7 separate regions of the Mus musculus genome follow, and regions 2, 3, 4, 5, 6 and 7 are each linked to region 1. Evidence: chromatin contacts called from public promoter capture Hi-C data. All regions are on one chromosome and are shown on one strand. The core of a region is the stretch at or near the end of the contact, and the rest is flanking DNA. Distances in the headings are between cores, read along the strand shown. Region 1 holds the start of Gstk1 (glutathione S-transferase kappa 1). Region 2 holds the start of Dennd11 (DENN domain containing 11). Region 3 holds the start of Tpk1 (thiamine pyrophosphokinase). Region 4 holds the start of Prss58 (protease, serine 58). Region 5 holds the start of Ssbp1 (single-stranded DNA binding protein 1). Region 6 holds the start of Arhgef5 (Rho guanine nucleotide exchange factor (GEF) 5). Region 7 holds the start of Nobox (NOBOX oogenesis homeobox).

Region 1 (2,745 bases), core at 123-2,622:
GCTCATCCTTCTTTCAGACACTCCCCCAAGCTCCGTCACCTGCAGTCTTTAATTCCAGTTTCTCATAATGGATTTACTCTATGCAGTTCTTGCTTCTCCCATCCCTCTCTTTTGGCTAGCTGATGCTGGGTTCCCCACACAAGCATGTTTTATTTCTTGATATCCTATGAAAGCCTCAGCTGGACTGCTCTCCACTACATTCCCCAGTGTTTCTGACCCTCTTCACTTATTTATTTCTGTTTCCTCTGAAACTGGAGTTATAGGTGGTTGTGACCCACCATTGTGGGTGCTGGGAATTAAATTAGGTCCTCTGGAAGAGCAGCCGGTGCTCTTAACTGCCGAGTCTTCTCTTCATCCTCCTCCTCACCTTTCTTCACAGTCTCACCAAAGAAATCCTTGGGTATGTTGAGGGGAACCTGGAAGAACTGCTTCAGGAGAGGAATCTCTTTGAAGATGTACTGGCCTTTTCGGGGAACCATAGCAGGTGGTTGGTTTCCTGGCAGTGGAGAGTTAAGACAACTGGTGAGAGAGGACATGAGGGTCTACTGGAACCTCTCCAGTAGAAAGCAAACTACTAGTTTAGGCTGAGGTCTGCATACTCAGTGCAGGACAGGCCCCTCAGGCCACAGAAAGCAACCCTCCTTGCCCAGAGAGGTGGAGCTTCTTCATGCTTACCGCTGTCTTTCATGATCCCAGCGATTAAAGTGGGCCGCAACTGCAGCTTTATATTCCAGAGGTGTTGGTATCTGCATAGGACCTACAAGTGCAGAGATAAGAAGGGGAGCTTGTGTGGCATTTGAGGGCTGTCTTCTGCCTCTAAGTGCTGGACAGAGATGGGGACTTCACACTGAACTGGTTGGTTTAATAGGACAAAACTCTCAGTTCTTTGAAATAGATACCAGAATGCTTACTCCAGTGTACGGTTTTCATCCCGTAGAGCATCCTAGCGCCCCTGATCCCCCTCCCCGAACTTGACCTAGCTTCATTGGAGTTGCCTCTGTTCTTTCTAGGGTCTGTGGAAAGAGAATATTTGACCTTAGGATCAGGACCCTACTTGGCGGAGTCTCGGTCCGTTTAAAGGCACAAAGTGAACTTGAACCTGAACCCTGTGCTAACCCTGAGGGCATCCACTGGAATTTCTGCAGCCCGGTGATCAGTGCCCCACTGTGCACTCGCCTCGCAGACCACAACCCGGGCGGCTCCCCCGTGTCACCTCAAAGCCCAGCCAGGAGTACGGGGACAGCACGTCGTAGAAGAGTTCCAGGATGCGCGGCGCCGGCCCCATTCTACAGTGGTGAGAGAAAGTGAACTTGAAGCCTTGGGCTGCCGAAGAGCTTTAGGTAGCTGAAGAGCAAGCAGCCAATCGTAGTCCGCGAATTGCAGGCGGGTCTGCTAAGGGCCCTAGTGCGCAGTCTCCGGGAGAGGCCCCGCCCTATAGGGCTGGCCCAGGGGTGTACACGGGTAGACCAAGAGCGGATGAGGAAGGCGGAGTCTGAGATAAAGGGGAAGGTCAGATCCAGAGAAGGATCTCAAGTGTGTGCAGCCAGCTCTAGAACTTTGTCCCTCAAGCAAGAAGGCAATACACAAGGATCCAAATTTGCGTTGGATGACGTTTAAAGACCGGCAATATGGAAGTTCCGAATTGCATCTTTTATTGTATTCACTTTCTCAGAGATAAGAACAATGTTTAGAATGAATTTGACAGTTGACATAGTGGTCTTTTAAAAAATCTTCATTCTATACATTACAGCACACCCAGGGGATGCCTGAAACTGTAGATGAAACTCTACATATTATGTTTTTTTTCTACACACAGTAAATTATAACTTATAAATTAGGCACATTAGTGATGAATGCTAGAAGAACCATAACATGCCACACTAAAATTTGTGCCTTATTATAATAAAAATGTTACTTGAACATAAGTATTTCATCAGTACAGCACTTGATCTGATAACGGAGGTGGTCACAGAAATGGAGGTAGGTAATATATACAGTGTGGACACACTAAACAAAAGGATGACTTACATCCCAAGAGGGAAGGCACAGGACTTCATCTGCTACTAGTATTATTCATTTATTTAGGGTTTTTGGGGGAGTGGGGTGGGGTCTTGATATGTTGCTTTGTATATCCTGGAACCATATACTATTGTTATCATTTATTATTAAAAGTTTTGGTATTATAGATGATATGGGGGGAAAAACAAAAATATATTCCCTTTTCGTCTGTGGAGGGGGTTTAGTGGGTCAATGGTGCAACTGTGTTGACCTGATTTTTGATCTTCAGAGTACACATGATGCTGTGTTTAGTAGCATTAATCTGTAATCCCAGTGTTCCTACTATGAGATAGGAGGTAGAGACAAGAGAGTCCTTGGAAGCTCCCTGGCCACTTATCTTAGCATACATAATACTGCTGTATATTCAGAACCTTGATTAAACAAGGTGGACAACAAGGAAAGACCTCCTCATGTGGGGTGCCCACATTGTAATATTCAAACATACGCACATCACATACTGACAGGTTAAAAATGTACTTACTTTTATTTTCTTACACCATTATATTGCTGAGAGTAATAGCTAGTGTTAAAAGAAAGCTTTAGACAACTTAGAGTACCTTTAGCAAAGAACACTTCAGACATTAGGTAGCATCAGGAGAGGTTCAAAGAGTGCCACTCTGCAATGTGGGCGTTTAATATTTACAGACAGAAAAAGTGATTAAGGCTCAGAAATAACTGGTCATGGTG
Region 2 (2,755 bases), core at 45-2,544, 1.8 Mb after region 1:
CAACTTCAGCTTTGGCTGTGCCTCAGTTTCTGAAGTAGTGGGCTTTGTTGTCTGGCCTTCAGAGTTTGTGCAAAACTCAAGCAGATGTGCCCTTGAATTTAAACTGGATTGTGCCCTAGCCCTGGCTTGGACTGTACATTCCCCAGACTCCCATTTCAGTAATTACTCCATTAATTGAGTGAGGTAGTCACTTAACATGTCTTTAGGGGATGGGGGTTAGGGTGAACTAACTAATGATGATGACAGCAATCACTACTTTTTGGTAAAACGTTTTACTGTTAAGGCGTGAGTCACATATTTGGAACTAGCAGCAGCTGTGGGTAGGCAGTCATTGATGATCCTCTTGGGAACAGGATCAAAGCAGGGAGACCTGGGCTTCACAAAGTCCCTGGAGTTAACAGGTAACACAAAAATTTTACCAAGTCCTTGTCAGAAACATGAGGTGAATTCTATCTAAAAATAATTGTCTCTTGCTATCTTATTTTTTTCATAATTTTAATGGATATTTCTTATGCATACCTCTAAGTTAGTCACCAGATTTACCCCCTTCCAAGAACTGAGAAATTCAAATTTTTATTTGTAAATATTCAGAGGGAATTCATTGGCAATCCTTACTTACCAAAGCCACAGACAGGCTTAAGGGCTGCTTTCCTACTCACTTTTTCCTGCTTATTTTAATGTAGAATGCCCCCCACCCCCACCCCAGCCCTCCAGCTTAATATCTCCAAACTGCATATATGCAAGGAAATAAATTAATGATCACTATCTCGACCAGCCTGTTATATAAATAAAGTTAAATGCCCAATGGCAACCTTACAGTCCTTTTGATCTTGATTTGTGTGTGTATTTGAAACACTTGGGATGTCCTCTGCTTCACTTCCTGACTTGGAGGCAGTTTTCACCAAGCTCTCGGGATTATATAATATATGTGCTCCGCTCCATAATGGTGACGTTCAAAAATTCACAGTGGAATCCTAGTTGGGAAGGCTCTTCAACCCACGCGCAGGTGACAGACTAAGGGATGCGCGTCCTGCACCCTACACTATGGATCAAGAGCACCCACATACAGAGATGCAGAGCTGAAGCCCGGACCAGGCCACGGGGCGCTGAACCCGTGCGGGCCACCTTCCAGAGCTCCGGGACCAAGCAAGTGCGCTGGTGTCCGAGCAGGGGCAGGTGTGGCCAAGCCCAGCGGGCACCCAGAGAGCCTCCGCACCGCAGAAAGCGGCAGGGCGGGCAGGCCCGGAGGGGAGTGCCCGCAGCCTGCCCCGCCCCTCGCGCCCCGGCTCCGCCTCGCCTCGCCATGGTGGAGCAGGGAGACGCGGCGCCGCTGCTGCGCTGGGCCGAGGGCCCCGCGGTCTCTGTGCCGCAGGACCCCGCGCTGCAAGCTGGAGGATGGGTCCGGGGCGGCAGTGGGGAGGGCCGAGTGGCCGCGGAGGCGCCCCGAAGGCGGGAACCCGACGAGCCAGCTCCCCCCGAAGTGCTGCTGCAGCCGGGGCGCCTAGAGCTAGGCGACGTAGAGGAGGACCAGGTGGTGGCCGTGTTCGTGGTCACCTTCGATCCTCGCTCCGGTGAGAGCCACTTAGGGATGGAAGGATTGGGGGGGGGCGGTGGGGGAGACTGCACACTGGGTTTCGGGGGCGCGGGGGAGGGACTCGCTGCGCACGCACTCGCACCCACACACCTGCATCCCTCCCTGCCCGGGGGTCCCGGGGCACGGGGGCGCTGTGTCTCCAGACTGGAGCCGAGGGATCCCGGGGGCTTTGTTCCGCCCCCTGCTCCGTCCCGCCGCCGCTCTCAGCTCCGCTCCGCCGCCTAGTCGCCGCTCTCCTATTTGCTCCGCTTCAGTGCGGGAGGATTGGTTTGCGGCAGCGGGCACATTGGCTTTTGTTTTCTCTGTTTTCCTGCTGGGCTGAAAGGTTCTTATAGACGCCGAGAGGAAGACACCCCCCCCCCTCCCGCGTACGTCGCCTCCCACGAGGGTTCAGAACGACCCTGCTCTGCGCCTGCCCTTGCTCCGGATTGCTCCCTGCGCCGTAACTTTCCCAGCCGCCTAGTTCACTTTCTCCGAAGGCTTCATTTTTAGGAATTAACGTGAGAGCGTTAGGGGATGGGGCTGGAGAAGCTTTCGCTGGCAGGCTGCCTTTCTGGGAAGACTCACTGGCTGTGTCACACCGTCTCTACCCTAGCCACCCACTCCGGGGTGGGGAGTGCGTTGCAACAGTAGGCGGTTCCGCGAGGGGATAAAAGTGAACGAATGGCTGTGGGCTCCAGCTTAAGGCATTGGAATCCCCCAGCTGCTTATTTGAGGAAGAGGAATGCTCGGATGCTTCTTCCTCGATTTCTCCTTTGAGCTGCTAGCGTGAGGAGCTGGTGTTTGTGAGGGAAGGATGGTTTTCTTCCTTCTGGAAGTTCCCAGCCAGTCTTCCAACCCTGAGAGGATGGATGGGCTAGGAAGAAGAAATAGGATTATGTGCCAGGTACTTCAGAGATGATGGATGCTGGTGGCTTCTAGGGTGGGTGGCTTAACCATGGTCAACGATTCTGAGCCAGCAAACAGGCTCCTTACAAAGGCGAATGCCCTATTCCTAGCGGCAGGACTTGTGGGAAGAACTCAGCCCCCACCCCCATCCCGTCTACTTGTTGCCTTATCCCACAGTCTTTCAAACTTTTCTGACTTTAACCTGCCATATCGAATTAAATTTGCATCACAACCAGAACATTCAAACTAAGGGAAGCCCGAGTTTCCTGATAG
Region 3 (2,700 bases), core at 71-2,570, 1.4 Mb before region 1:
CAACCATGGCAACAAATAATCTAAATTAGAAGTGGGCCAATGACTTGAATAGCCATGTCTCAAGAAAGGATGCATACATGGCCAAAAAAGCATAAACAATACTGCCCGCCATCGCAAATCCCCAGGGAGTTAAAATAAAACCACAACAGGATATCAACATGAGAGAGATGAGAGATGGAAGAGAGGGACAGTGATAAGGATTCTTACAAAGGGAAAGTAAGGAAGCTGGGCAAGGATGCAGAGAAAGAGAAACTCGATCATGGTTAATGGAAGTTTAAGTTAGCGTAGACCTATGGAAAACACAATGGAAACTCCTTAACTAAACAGGTGATAGAACTACCATATGGTTCACTCATCCCACTGCTGGGCATACATCCAAAGAGAATGGAAAACACAGTCAAATGCTCTGTACTCTTATGTTTATTGAAGTAGCATTCCTTTGCAAAGATATTGTAATAGAGAAATGGCATTCTTCAGTAATAAAAATAATGAAATAATGGAATTTACAGAGATGTGGATGGGACGGGAGGACATTATGCCTGCCAAGTGAAGTAAGTTGTCAAAGAAAGGCAAATAGTGTATGTTCTGCTAGCTAGAAGCTAAAATGTTGGCATCAAAACTGGAAAGAATTGAATAATGATTGCCCAAGTTTGGGAAGTGTATTTGGAATCTTTAAATAGAAAGAAATGGATGTTTGAGTTAAAAAGATTAAAAAGGACTTACCTATTACCCGACTGGGGAAGGGGAAGTTCATCAGTTAGAATGTTTGACTAGCTGGATACCCAGCACCAGCCACATTAACTTGACATAGTAGTCATGATTGAAAGAGCAGTACTTAGAAGGAAGAAACAGGAGGACCAGATGAATGAAGTCATCTTTCGCTACACAGTGATTTTTGAGGCTAGCTCGGTATACCTGGAACTGGTTTTTAAACGCAGGGATGGGTCTCTGTTATTTCTGGGCCAGCAGGAGACCTACAGGTTCTCAGAATTTTTGAGTCCTCATCTATGCTGGCTTAGAGATGGTGGTGGTGAAATTTTGGTTCTTTGGCTTTGCTAAAAAAAAAAAAAAAAGCTGCATTCCTACAACGTGGTGATTTATTTTAAAGGGTTCCCATTGGTATGTTTACAAAGCACTGTTTGTGCAAAGCACGGGAAGCAGAAGATGAAAGAGAAGGTGGACTCAGTGGACTGGGTGTAACAGATGGGCGAAGGTGGATGGAATTCTCCACTGTGCAGGGAACTGAGCACAGCAGGCTGGTACTAAGCACCCCGCGGTTGCTAGAAGCTACGCAGGCGGCAGCCAGGGGCCCCTCCGGAAGAGGCGGGGCTCTGTGCTCGCGCACGAAGCCCTCTCCCGCGAACGCGCGGCGCGCCCCAGGCTCCGCAGCCGAGCGCCGAGCTTTCGATCCGTCACTCCCGCAGCCCTCGCTCGCGTCGCTCGTGGCTCCACCCGCCATTGTGTAAGTGCGCGGCTGCCGGCGCGGGCTGGCGGGGCGGGGGCGCGGGAAAGAGGGAGCGAGGGAGGCCGCCCCTCGCCGCCAGTCCCCGGATGGAAGCTGGGGCGTCTGGGTGAATAGAGGCAGTGGCCGGAGCTGGAGCCTGGAGCTCGCTTGAGATTCCAGGTTCTCCAGCCTCTGCCTGGGACTTTCCCCCGCCCACCGCTGCACCTTCCTGGCCTCCCGTAGTGCCGGGTCCAAAGTGCCTGCTGCGGGATGCTTACTCCTGTCGCAGAATTACGTTTGGGAAATAACTTGGGACTTATTTTGTTTTCCATACAGAATCCATTCCCCGCTATGGAGCATGCCTTTACCCCGTTGGAACCCCTGCTACCTACGGGTACCGTATTCTTTACCATGCTACAGTGTCAGCACGAGCCCCGCAGAGGGACCTCATTCCTACCCTGAAGGCCTTAACCGAAAACTCCATTTCCTTTTTCCTGTGCGCAAGTTAGCAACCACACCTGTGCCTCTGTTTCCCTGTTTGGAAAGTGAACATAAATATTTAGTCTTTGCCCTGTAGAACTTTTGTGAGGACTGAGCGAGTTGATACAGTTTGTATCCTCTACCTGATATTCCAAGAGTAAACAACCAACATGCCAAACACACATATCCAACCGTGGAACATTTGACACTGGGAACGTGAGGGATGTCCATAGCTGTCTGTCAGGGACGTTTCTAATCATCTTGAAAGTACCTGAACTTAGTACAAGATCAGTACATGGTTACATACAGTGTCTTGAAGTTTTAACCCTAAGGCTTTTAATTTTTATTATAAAACTTGGTGCTGGGGATTGAGTCCAGAGCCTTGAAAATGCTAGGTAAGATACACTTATCAGTAAACTGATTACCCAGCCCATAGGATTTTTATTTCTCAAACTTTGAAGTTATTGTACTTCACATGATGACATGTGGAATGAGTTTTATTAGTAGCATTTATTCTTATGTAATTTGACTACAGTGATAAATTGTAAGGCTAGTTAGTTGTATTTAATTTTCAAGTTACACTTTTTATCTATGGATGTTTGTGTAGGTACATGTGCGCATATGCATATGGGGGTCAGATGTCATTCTGGGGTGTCATTCCTCAGGTGCTGTCATCCACTTTGTTTCTGAGTTTCTCACTGACCTGGAAATAATTGATTAGGCTAGGCTGGCCAGCTGGCCAACTGGATAGGGACCCCAGGTATCTTTCTGGGGCT
Region 4 (2,854 bases), core at 328-2,827, 1.3 Mb after region 1:
ATGATTTCATTTATATTCCTTTAATACCTGAATATGTTTTAGTATTTTTTCGTTATTTTTCTAAAGGCCTTTAATGTTAATTGTTCTTGTCATATTCCCTCATTTATCCTTCCCTCCCATCCCCCTTACCATTTAATCATCCTATTCTAGTTACCCTTATCTCATTATAACACTATATTCTAGTTCCCCTTCCTTGGACCACTACCTCCTGTCCCTTGCTGGGTACTCACATCTGCATATTAAAGCATACAAAGGAAGCTTAAAAACTAACATCTTCATATAAGAAAAAAAAACATGCAGTATTTGTCTTTTTAGGTGGGGGTTACCTCACTTGGAAGGATTTTTTTTCTACCTCCATCTATTTTTCTTCATATTTCATGGTTCTTTTTCTTAACAGTGGAATAATGTTCCATTGTGTAAATGTGCCACATTTCATTATCCATTCATCACTTGAAGGATGTATGTACTACTTCCAATTTTTGGCTATTATAAAGAGAGCAGCAATGAACATGGGTGAGCAAGTATTTCTCTAGTAGGTCATAAAGTCTTTTAGGTATATGCGCAAGAGCGATATAAGTAGATATTGAGGCAGACCCATTACCAGATGCCTGAGAAGCACCCCCTCAATGATTTCCACAGTGGCTGTACTAGTTTGCACTCCCATCAGAAATGAGTAAGTGTCCCCCTTCTCCCCTTCTCTCACATCTTCACTAGCATGTGCTAGCATTTGTTTAATTACCTTGACCATTGACTTAAATAAGATAAAATCTCAAAGTAATTTTAATTACTCATGACTATGGATGTTGCACATTTTAAATTTGTTTCTCAGCAATTTCTGTTCCATATTTTAGGAACTCTCTAAGTATTAGATTCTTGTAAGAAAAATAATACTCTATTCGCTCCCTTTTGCTGTGCATATACATATATGGGAAAAGCCAAGTGAACCTCCAGAAGAGGGTACCTGTCTATCAGCCACTATCACCAAATTTGTCAGTAATTGGAGAACTGAGTTACAAACTCCAGATCTATAAGAAGACTAATGTGTGTTGCTCATGGCACTAGACTATGCTATTTATTTTGTCAATCCAAGAAGACAAAACACTCAGTAAGGGGACCACCTGCTCAGATCTTAGACCCACATTCAAATCAGGTTCCTTGATGCTTGTTGAGTTTTAATATTTCCTTATATTTTGGGGTGCATATATTTTAACAGATATGATTTACTTAATCTATATACCAGTGTGTTTGTGTCTGGGTACTTTTGGTAGCACCTATTTGTTTCACTATCACTTCTTCCAGCTTGGGAACTCCTTGAAGATAGAAATGGAAACTTTAAATATATGGGTACCCAACAAAAACACATATTCCAGCTCTGGTAAGGTTTGCATGGTTTTAAATGATGCCTGGTTTGGGTCATAAAGAAGATAACTAAAGTACTTCAAAGAGACACTGAGTGCCAAGCAAGTGGTTACTGTCAGTGCCAGAGTACAGATAAATGCCAGAGTCACACAAATGGGATGGGCATCATCATAGAGGTGGGAGGGGTCTGCATCATGTGTGCAGCCCAGAGAGCAGCCTTCCTGCACAAGTCAAAGAGCAGGAGGCTGTGGAGACTTTGTGAACATCTCTCTTGGATTAAGTAACTTCTTCAAAAGAAGACAAAATTGAGATCTAGACAGCGTGAGTGATCAGGTTTGTTACAAGTAATTTCCTCACTCTGACACCACTTTATACTCTGATGGGGAGAGCTTTTCATAAAGTAAATCCCACCGCTGAAGTAATTCATCAGTATTTTATCTCATTCTCTCGTCTTTATGCTTTACAGAGACACTGAGCTAAAACCCATCTCAAAACAGCTTTCAACATCATAATGAAGTTAGCCTTCCTCTGCATTCTTTCAACCCTGCTTCGTGAGTATCTTCACTTCTTTCACTATTTGCCAGAGGAGTCCTAGGGAAGGCATGGAAGATAGAAAAATGATAGAGGCATCATTTGAAACTTAGTACCTGACTGTTTCTCTCTCAGCACTGCCACAGCACATATCAATTTTAGTTACTTCCCATAAGAATACCTGCCTTCTGCGCTTCAAATTGATTGCTTATGTACTTTGAAGGAGGCGTGGACATTAACACATCTACAAGATATCCATTCCATATTAGGAGCTTATTTTGAACCTATCTGGAACATGATAGATATTGTGGCCTAGGAACAGGAAAGAGAAGGCCCAGGTTAAAAGAGGAATTCAACTAAAGAGTGCAGCATCAGACTTAAAGGTATAAACTTTTGACATGGCTCAGCTCCCCACACTCTATGATCACTGTGTTAGGAAAATGTTAGTTGTTCTGTCTTCTAAATATATCCTACGTCCAATCACATCTCACTACATTTACTGTTCATGATACTCCAAACCAGCATCTCTTCACTGGAATATTCATTTACTTGCCAATAGTTCCCTCCATTTCTACATGTTCTTCTTCCAGGGTTTCTAAGAAGATGATGCCATGACTTTAAATCTTGAAGAGGTCCCACTTCCACTTAGAATACAAGTTTGCATAACTCCAACATCACACAAAATGCACTATCCCTTGTACATTATTCTCTACCACCACCATCCTTACTTACCTCATGCCATGTCAGCCACACTGGCCTCTATGATATTCCTTAGACAGGACCTAGACTTCATATTCTGTCTGTAGCTGTTTCCTCTTTCTGGAATCTCTGGCTCCACACATCTGATAATCTAAATCCTCTGTCTCCATGACTTTGCTCTTTGCTGTTACCCAACCCTGGCCACTGATGCATGATGTTTTACTTTTTGATCTAACATCCACCCACAACCCCCAGACCCCAACAC
Region 5 (3,098 bases), core at 105-2,604, 1.8 Mb after region 1:
TGGCTAGAGTAGAGGACACCCGACTAGATTGCAGAATGGTCATGAATTTGTGGCAAGAAGTGAGCTCTGCTCTCTGGATAGCAAGATGGGAGTGGGGAGGAGAGGGGCCAGAAGGTCATAAAAGACCAGAGCCATATGGGACAAGGTTAGAAGAAATCAGGTGCGATGGGGCAGGCCTGAAATACCATCGGTGACAAAGTAGAAGCAGGAGGAGGAAGGTTCTTGGTCATCTCAGCCTAACAGTGAGTCTCAAGATAGTCTTAACTATGAGTGGCTGTCTCAAAAACAGCAAAACAAAAATGATAATAATAACTTACATAATTAAATGAATACTCTGATCTAAGCACTGGTAACAAATATTTACTAAATTAAATTCATGAGGTGTACTACATATGCGAATACACTTTAAAAATCATTTTTGATTCAGTAAACATTATGAGCTTCACACACACATAAACACACACACACACAAAATCCCTTCTGAATCTCCCACATCAAATAAACACATAGAACACGCTGGATAGGCGTAAGAATCTCGTGCTTATGTATGCAAAATCGAAAAGCAACAAAACAAAACATGGCTATAGACTATGGAAACACGGTTGGAGCACTCACTAATGTAGAAAAGTGACTACCTGTAACACAGGTCTTCGAAACATGGCTTCTGTTTTTCTTACAACCTAATCTTTAGGCTTTTCCTAAAGGAAAGAAAGAAAAGAGAAAAATGATAAATCAAGAAACTACAGTATCCATCAAGAACACACATGCTCTCTAGTCCTAAATCCTAAGCGCGTCCAGCTTCTCGTGCACCCAATTTGCAACCGCATTTTTTGCACGTGTGGGGAGTTCCTTTCTTTTTGAAAACAAAAACTGAGCGAGACAAAAGAAACTCTGTGGTTCTGGGTCTCAACCAGCAGAAAAGAGGGGAAAAACCTGTTCTCACTTGCAATCCATTGTCTGCTAGATTTCTTTACAATAGAAGTTGTCTCGGACATTTTTTTTTCCAACTTGTTCTGTTATTCTAGACCCCTAAAACTGTCTCTACAAACAGTGCGGGCACAGTAAACGCTACTCCGAAAGGACGCAAATCAGTGCCTTCGTCCCCGTTAGCGCTGAGTAAGCCCGGCTCCCCAGCCTCGCCGCGGGGGCAAGAGGCTGCTCTTCCCCCAAAGTGGCGCTCGCGAGCAGCACAGGGAACGGCGGGGGACACTCGGACTCCAGCGAGGAGCCGCACAACTCCTCCCGAGCCCCGCACGCGCCCGTGCACTCGGGAAACACAACTTCGTGCCAGCCTTCTCCCCTCCCTCACCGGACACGCAGAGCCCGACCGCCAGCGGCTCGCTTCCGGCGCACGGAGCCCGCAAAGCTCGCGAGATGCAAGGAAAGACAGGAAATCTCTGAAGTGCGTCGTTGAAATGCCGCCGGCTGATGTCGCCGGAAACACGACCCCTCAATTTAGAAGTGCCAGGAACTTCTGTCCAGGCGGAAGTGGGCGGATCAACGATGCCACCTGTGGGTAGTTTTACGATTTTGGTTTTGTTTTTTTGTTGTTTGGTTTGGTTTAGTTTGGTTGTTGGGGTTTTTTGTTTTGTTTTGTTTTTCCTGATCTCCACCCTCGCTCCGGTAGTGGCCCCGCACTGGCTAACCAAACTCTGGCCAGAACTCTATTCCCAGCCCTAAATTGAAATTATTTGATGTTCCCAGCCTGGGAAAGGGAGTGAGGTAGGTGAAATAAAACATATTTGAGCCCCTGGAGGAACTAAAACCGACACAAGTCTCCTAATGCAGTAAGACTGAAGAATTAATTGCTGTCAAAACCTCGGTGATCTAGATATGTTAACATGTTAAGTCAAAAAATTCAAGAAACACGTGAGGAGCAAAATTTTTAACATCTTTATTAAGTACCGGTCCCAAACTGTGCCTAAGGCACAAGAGAAATGCGCCCTTATATTATGTATTTGTATATATGTTTTCCCTAAAACATTAAAAGTTTATGAAATTCCAAAACATTTTGAAGAAGTGTTAAAAGTCAAAACGTTGCTTTATTTTAAAGCAAAGTGTAATTAAGATTTTACTTTTATAGAAAGAAACTGATCAGTATTTTTTAGATTTTTTTTTTTCATTTTGTGTTTCAATTCTACATCTTTGGCAGTTATTCTAGATGGAAAAGCTTAAAAGAAAGAAAGAGAGAGAGAGAGAGAGAGAGAGAGAGAGAGAGAGAGAGAGAGAAAGAGAAAAGAAAAAAGACACTGTCTCGCTGTGTATCCCTGGCTGGCCTGAAACTTGGATCTCATGTAGACCAGACCAGGCTTGTCTCTAACTCCCAGAGATTCCCCTTGCTGCATCTACCTCCCTAGTGCTGTGATTAAAGGCATGTGCCATCACATCCAGCACTCAGTGACAGTCTTAAACAATCTCAAGTAACTTAAGCTTGTTGATCTTGTATTTGGTAATATCATGTTCATAGTAAAATTTCTTAGTTTTAACATTTCCAAAATACTGCATTGAGACATCTTTTCTTTTGATTGCTGACTTTCTTTTGCTCCTCTAAATCCTATGTTGTTTACCCTAATCCTGGCCCTAGTGAAGTAACGCACTTATGAATCCTACAAATTAAGGAACCCAAGGCAACAAGATTCAGTGGGGCTCCAGTGTTAGACAGAAGGGAACTCCAAACCATTCAAACAGACACACTGCCTCCTAAGGTCCATTCTTTCTGATTTTAGGAGGGGGGGGGGTCTGAATTATTGTCTGGCTCACTAGTGACGCCTTTATAGATGTTTACTTCCCTGTACTTTTACCTTTACAAAGTTGATTTCCTGAAATAACGAGGCACTGAATTGGACAGGGACACACACACACACCCTAGTAATAAGAAGACATCCCACCTGCTACATTAGTTCAATGGTTTCCTCTTTATGAGCTTTGGAGGCAAGACAAAGGAAAAACAAAGTTGCTCCTTTTCCTCCAGAGAGAAATCCCGCCCGCCCACCTCGCAAGCTTTGTTTCAGTGGTCCCAGACTTGAACTGTGGAGTAAATCTTAACTCTGTTTCCCCATTGCAGACATCTATTGGCTCATGTATAGCCAGTTCTGTTC
Region 6 (2,886 bases), core at 42-2,541, 1.0 Mb before region 1:
CTCTCTTTTACCACAAACTTAGAATTTAGAAGCTGTCTGTCCTCTACTCAGCCTCCCCCTTGTCCCCTCCAAGTCCTTTTAAGGTCCATGGGTTCTGTCTTAGACCCGAGGACTGGTTAACAAATGATGACTGTTTTGATAGAGCCAGAAGCTTGCATACCCCAGGTGTAGATAAAGCAGGAAGTGTGGGAAGAGGCCACACTGGGGGCTGTTTCTCTGGGACTTGGTGCTTTTGAAGTAAAGCTGAGAGCACAGTGGGAGAGCAAGGGAGGAAGGAAGCTGAAAGGAAAACCACCCTCTCAACTCTCCAGTTTGGTGTGCCCTTCCCCCTCAGTCTGACACAGCGCTGGCCAGAGTTCACTGCTAGGCCGACAGGAGGACAAGATTGTCCAGAGAACCCAAGATCCAGGAAAGGGGGAGGGGAAGAAGACTTGAAAACTGAGGCTCTAGGGCTAGCTCTCCCGGATCAGTTCTGGAAAAAGGCATTTATAGAAGATGCCCCAAACTAGGGCTCTGAAAATGGGCTACCGCACCGCGATATTCCGAATAGCTCTCTTACACGTTCCTTAGAACCTTGTGCCGAGGCCAACAAGAAACTCCCTATACACAGGTAAATGGGGGAGAGGGAACTCAGGGCAAGGATCCCTGATTCAGATTTCAGAGCCTTAGTTAACAGCGGAGAGAGAGGTGTGTACATAGATTCACACATACGTAGGCATGTAAATGCCGCGAAGATAACGAAGCAAGGCCCAGGCCTGGTTACAAAAGAAAAAAAAAAGACACTTCCAGGTAAGGAACCGTCTAGAAACTGAATCTCAAGAATTCTTTATCATAGGAGTTAGCTTTCCCCAGGGCCCCGACTTTCCGGGTGGAAAAAAGTTCTGATTATTGGCCCGGGAACATTGCGGGGCAGGGTGCCCATTTCCAAGGCTCAGACCTGGTTGGAAAGCAAAGTTTGCCAGGAGGCCATTCCTTCCAGCTCCCTTCCCGGTCCCGACCAGGTACTCAGCCCCTCACTCGGAGCCCGGCCCACTGGCCCAGCCCCCCATTTCCGGAGTCTGCGCCCCGGGACCTGGCCGGGACTGGTCCCGGGGGAGGCCTAGTTCTCTCTTCTTTCCCGCCCCTGCCTTACCTCCACCCGGCTCCACGACCACCCAGAGTCCGGGGCTCAGAAGAGAAGAGAGCACCCACCTGGTCGGAGTCACATGCTGCCCCGGGCTGGCCCGAGAGTCCCCTCCAGGTCCGGGCGCCCGCCGCGGTCCCCAGCCAGGCCAGGCCGCCCCGGCGCCCCACCCGCGGCCCGCCCCTGCCGCCGGACGGGAGGGAGGGACCGGCTTCTCCCAAGGAAGTTTCAGGTGAGGAAACAGGGACACACCTTCCCGGGGGAGGGGCAGCTCCGGGCAGAGCTGGGAAGAGCGAGCTCCGCGGGATTGAGCTCTACCCACAGCACCGGCAGGCCGTGGCCGTCCAGGGGCAGAACCCAGGCAGGAGTCACCAAGGAGCCGCAGGAGAGAACTGGGCACGGGACTCGCCGGTGTCCGGCGTGGCCCTAGACTCCCCTGCGTGTCTCTTCCTCCGTGGGTCCTCGTCAGGTCTCCAACTGAGGCTCATCCGGACCCGGCTGACTTTCTGCCCCTCGATGTTTCCGAACATCTGAGATTTGGGATTGTCAGCGTGTTTCTTTACTTGGTGTTTGCCATAAGATAAAGGGTTCTTGCACAAGTTCTTCTGTTCCTGTCTGTATGCTTCTCTATCTCTTGTCTCTCCCTCTCTACCCCCCTCTCTCCTTCCCATGTTCCTCTCTCTCTTCACTGGGTGCATGTGAAACATTCTTATGTCTTTTCTGTAGATAGCCTCTGTTTGCCACCATGTTCCAGAGTTCATTTTAAGATCTTATGTCTCAGTTTGTATGACCCTCCTCTGTTCTTTCCAGTATTCGGAGAGAGAATACACACACACACACACACACACACACACACACACACACACACACCTTTACCTAATGACAGGAACTTTGGATGTTCTGTCCACAGGCTCCCTCCCCAAACCCATTCCTGGCTCTGGGGGGTACCATAATGACTTTTTCCCCAGGAGAATTAACAGGCTCTTTGGCTGTTTTTCTTTTAGGAATGCTGTGGCCCACAACTGCAATCAGCTTTTGTGGGTAGACTGTCCCCTGATCCCTGTGTCCACCGCTGCTGCACTGGCCCTGGCAGAAGAGGCTAAGCAGTTGTTTGGAAGGCCCTGCAGAATCAAACATGACCAAGGGAGAAAGGCCTCCTCTCTGATAGTCCCGAAGCAATGCAGTGTTCAAAAAATGCCCTAGTTCCGTCATGCTCTTTTGGAGGATTAAACTTTAAAGAGTTTAGCTAGCTTAGACACACTCATAATTGCAGTGAAGTATACAGGAAATAATAAGAAATGCCAAGTCTAGGATTCGGCCATATAAGGGCAGGCCAGCATGCTTCATAAACCCAGCAAGGGCATAGAACAAGGAGTGAAGAGAATCTGAAAATTAAAGCTGGTCAAAAAGTTCCTTCTAGACTGGGAGAGAAACCCTAAGGACTCAGAAAGTCCTGATCTCTAGTGGGTGAACACATTTTGTTAACCTCTGCTGCAGAAGTTGCTGGTGTCTGTCAGCACTCCTGCTTGGGCACAGCTAGTGTGGACAGGGAGCTGGGCATTCTCATTGCTGCCCTTGGCTCTCCTCAGTGAAAGCTCACTTTCCCTTTTCTCTTCATCTGGCTCTCACAGCCTGACCTCCTGGTGTGTGCTGATTCTGAGCTGGCAACATTGTTGCTCTTTAAGTCTCTATCCTCTTTGCTCTGATCTCCAGCTCTTTTCACTAGTTAAACAGGGAAATAAATGTTCGCCAGGTAGTAAGAT
Region 7 (2,729 bases), core at 180-2,679, 1.1 Mb before region 1:
TTGCCTGCCCCCTACTCAATGGACAGTGACCATATAGTACTGACATGGCCCATTCCACTGAGCTACTGTCAGAATCTGTGACTTCCAATAAGCTGCTGTGGGGAAGGCAGGCATTTCCCCCCCCCCTCCGCCCTAGTTTCTGGTACACAGTAGTTGTCCTTTAAATGATTACACTAGAAAACCATAATGTTCCAGCCACAACCAAATGATGCTGGGTTTCCCATAGAGAACAGCTTCACTGGGCCCACACCCTGCTGGCCTTACAGAACGCTGCAGATATTCTAGCCCAGAAACTGGATTTTGAGCCTAAAATTCTCTTTAAAGAGTTGGGGGGTGGGGGGTGGGGGTGGCTCATGCCATCGTCCTAAGACTATGGGGTCAAGGGATACCTTTCAGGAGTTGGTTCTCTCCAACATTTCACTGGGGGCTGAACTCAGGTTTGTAAAACAAGCGCATTTTTTTTTTTTTAATTTTTACCACCGAGCCATCTCACTGGCCTTTAGTTAATTTAGAGCTTTATGTTGCAGAAATAACTAAGACTCCTACTCCTGTCAGAAGTCTCTCAAAAATGATCTTTAGACACAGGAAAATGTCCCGGTAGCTGATTGTTTAATATGGCAGGAAAAAAATGCCTGGTGTCCAGAACCTTGGAAGTAACTAAAATCAAAACACGTGAGCCCGGGTTAGAAGCGGCTCTTCCTCCCCCAGCTTGCCGCAGCTGTTTCAATCTGGCCAACACTCACATTCCTCACCCCCCTCCCACTCCACTCCGGTTGAAGAAGAAGTAAGAACTGTATAATTTTGCTATCTTTTTTCCTAACAGAAATAAACATTCCATGAACCAGGAGTCTCTCTTATCCTGGTTCAATATCCAGAAAGCTGATATTCAATGGGCAAGCCTAATAAGAAAACCTGGACTCGCTTGAACCTCGTCTATACTTGCAAACTTGTGCGGGATCCGAGAGGTTTAGTCTCCTCCAGGCCTGGGGTACTTTCAACTCCATTCCTGTCTTTGCCCCTGGATCTGTATGTTAAGGCTACTCAAGTCAGTTAGGACTTTGAGGCACAAGAATCCTTGAAGCAAGCAGTAGCTAGGACAGGCTCATATTCAAGGGTCAAGAGGGGAGCCACAACCATGTCCGTTCACTGCGTGCTAGGATGTGGGTTAGCCTGGGATCCCCCCTTCCATTGCTGTTCTGCTCCTGCCCCGACTTTGGGGAGGTGTCTTTGACCAGTATCTGGTACCCTTGGCTCACAGGGAACTGCAGGATGGCTCTCCCAGCCCCCACCCCAGGTGTGCGGTGCCTCGCCCTGGGGGTGGAGTTGGGGGGCGCCAGCTCCGCTGCGGCTGCGCTGCATGACCTGTGCAGACTCCACACACCTGGCCACCCCACGGACTTCATTAAAGCCGCGCGCCTGTGGTACCAGGGCGAGCTCAGGAGAGGGAGCCTGGGCCATGGAACCTACGGAGAAGCTCTGCAAGAAAATGCAGGGTGAGCACCCATTGGGGATTGGCCTTAGTGAGGACGGTTTGCTGAGCCTGTGAGGGCTGCTGCTCACTGGGCCAGCCTCGAGAGCATGTTTAGGTCTGTGGGTAATGGGAAAGGGGGGTCACCTAACCACATCCTTCTGGTGAGGGATCATCTCCGGTGTGCTGGGGATAAAGAACCGCTCTAACCTAGCTTCTCCCACTCTTCGCCCCTTTCACTACGGTACATTAGTGGAATAAGGTCCATGTTTGTGGAGTGCCTACTCCGTACCATGCTTATTACTGTGCTACATGTTAATCACCGTTATGAAACTTTTTGTTTGTTTGTTTGTTTGTTTGTTTGTTTGTTTTTTGAGACAGGGTTTCTCTGTATAGCCCTGGCTGTCCTGGAACTCACTTTGTAGACCGCCTGCCTCTGCCTCCCAAGTGCTGGGATTAAAGGTGTTTGTCCCAGCGACCCTTGACACCATTACTGCCTTCACCCTCTGGTTGCACCCCGCCTCCACCTCTCTGACAGGGTTCTACGGTGTATATAGAATCATCTGGAAAAGGCGCCTGGGCCAGGACTTGCCCCCAGCTTTATCTATTATTAGAAAGTTTTTTTAGAGGTATAGTCAAAGGCTTCAGTTACCGTTTACTTACACAGTTTCTGGTTTCGTTGGAAATGACAGCAACTCCCTGAGGTGAATTTTCTTTTGTGATAAGTACTTGAAGTAACTAGGAGAAGCGTTTGGATTCCAGGAGGTGGCTGAGAGTAGACTGAGCCCCTGGACCGAATCCCTGTGTGATCTTGGGTTGATTATTTAAAGCCTACCCGCATTTCTTCACCTAGGGGGAAGTACATGGGGGTGAGGGGGAGGTCAAATGGGTTCTGTGCTCCACTGCAAGCCCATCTCTAAGAGTTGCCTAAGCGGCGGGGAGGGCGAGCTTCGCAGCTGGTTGGAGGGTTTTTTCCTTCCAGATGAGGGCTTCCTCACCTGCAGAAGAGTGGGACTGGGCGGAAGGAAGGAGAGGAGGGAGGAACCAGAACACGTGGATTGAGGGCTAGGAGGGGGAAAGGATTGGGGAAGGTAAAGCCTCCATCATTCATTCATGTGATTCCCCCTCTGATGGCCTCTGCCGCTCGTGCCTGGGCTCTGGAAGATCCAGGGCCCTGCTTTATCTCCTCTGCAACCCACAGTGCCTTGCTTCCCTTCTGAAACCAGGGCTAGTCTGAGGAAAGCCAGGATGGCAGTCTGCC

What was found. Promoter capture Hi-C pulls out the DNA fragments that hold promoters and counts their contacts. Capture Hi-C pulls out chosen DNA fragments and counts their contacts.
Region 2: a promoter capture Hi-C map of liver shows a contact between it and region 1, with 5 times the contacts expected there. The contact joins the promoter of Dennd11 here to the promoter of Gstk1 in region 1. A contact is called at or near these places in 4 of 39 promoter capture datasets (cranial neural crest, hippocampal neurons, liver and 1 more) and 2 of 9 other capture datasets (adipose tissue and liver).
Region 3: a contact with region 1 is called in a promoter capture Hi-C map of liver, with 6 times the contacts expected there. The contact joins the promoter of Tpk1 here to the promoter of Gstk1 in region 1. A contact is called at or near these places in 2 of 39 promoter capture datasets (liver and pre-B cells), 1 of 484 Hi-C or Micro-C datasets (CD8 T cells), 1 of 115 datasets of contacts at active chromatin or transcription factors (astrocytes) and 1 of 9 other capture datasets (liver).
Region 4: a promoter capture Hi-C map of pre-B cells shows a contact between it and region 1, with 4 times the contacts expected there. The contact joins the promoter of Prss58 here to the promoter of Gstk1 in region 1. A contact is called at or near these places in 4 of 39 promoter capture datasets (the C10 cell line, liver and pre-B cells).
Region 5: a promoter capture Hi-C map of pre-B cells shows a contact between it and region 1, with 5 times the contacts expected there. The contact joins the promoter of Ssbp1 here to the promoter of Gstk1 in region 1. A contact is called at or near these places in 7 of 39 promoter capture datasets (erythroid cells, hematopoietic stem and progenitor cells, hippocampal neurons and 3 more) and 1 of 115 datasets of contacts at active chromatin or transcription factors (large pre-B cells).
Region 6: a promoter capture Hi-C map of embryonic stem cells shows a contact between it and region 1, with 6 read pairs. The contact joins the promoter of Arhgef5 here to the promoter of Gstk1 in region 1. A contact is called at or near these places in 4 of 39 promoter capture datasets (the 3T3-L1 cell line, embryonic stem cells and liver) and 1 of 115 datasets of contacts at active chromatin or transcription factors (pancreatic cancer cells).
Region 7: a contact with region 1 is called in a promoter capture Hi-C map of hippocampal neurons, with 5 times the contacts expected there. The contact joins the promoter of Nobox here to the promoter of Gstk1 in region 1. A contact is called at or near these places in 3 of 39 promoter capture datasets (the 3T3-L1 cell line and hippocampal neurons) and 1 of 484 Hi-C or Micro-C datasets (cerebral cortex).

What each region holds. Positions count from the first base shown.
Region 1 is chr6:42,244,562-42,247,306 of GRCm38.p6, reverse strand. It overlaps Gstk1 (glutathione S-transferase kappa 1), which reads right to left and starts at 1,372. Exons shown (of 8, transcript NM_029555.2): 1 at 1,214-1,372; 2 at 676-757; 3 at 368-496. The coding sequence starts at 1,285.
Region 2 is chr6:40,434,674-40,437,428 of GRCm38.p6, reverse strand. It overlaps Dennd11 (DENN domain containing 11), which reads left to right and starts at 1,294. Exons shown (of 9, transcript NM_001356375.1): 1 at 1,294-1,571. The coding sequence starts at 1,304. It also overlaps a transcript of Wee2 not described here.
Region 3 is chr6:43,664,898-43,667,597 of GRCm38.p6, reverse strand. It overlaps Tpk1 (thiamine pyrophosphokinase), which reads left to right and starts at 1,320. Exons shown (of 9, transcript NM_013861.4): 1 at 1,320-1,462; 2 at 1,781-1,838. The coding sequence starts at 1,796.
Region 4 is chr6:40,899,110-40,901,963 of GRCm38.p6, reverse strand. Prss58 (protease, serine 58) reads left to right here and starts at 1,577. Exons shown (of 6, transcript NM_175020.3): 1 at 1,577-1,692; 2 at 1,826-1,910. The coding sequence starts at 1,871. It also overlaps Tcrb.
Region 5 is chr6:40,469,671-40,472,768 of GRCm38.p6, reverse strand. Ssbp1 (single-stranded DNA binding protein 1) reads right to left here and starts at 1,354. Exons shown (of 6, transcript NM_028358.2): 1 at 1,310-1,354; 2 at 636-698. The coding sequence starts at 659.
Region 6 is chr6:43,264,049-43,266,934 of GRCm38.p6, reverse strand. Arhgef5 (Rho guanine nucleotide exchange factor (GEF) 5) reads right to left here and starts at 1,291. Exons shown (of 15, transcript NM_133674.1): 1 at 1,192-1,291.
Region 7 is chr6:43,308,254-43,310,982 of GRCm38.p6, reverse strand. It overlaps Nobox (NOBOX oogenesis homeobox), which reads left to right and starts at 1,429. Exons shown (of 9, transcript NM_130869.3): 1 at 1,429-1,493. The coding sequence starts at 1,457.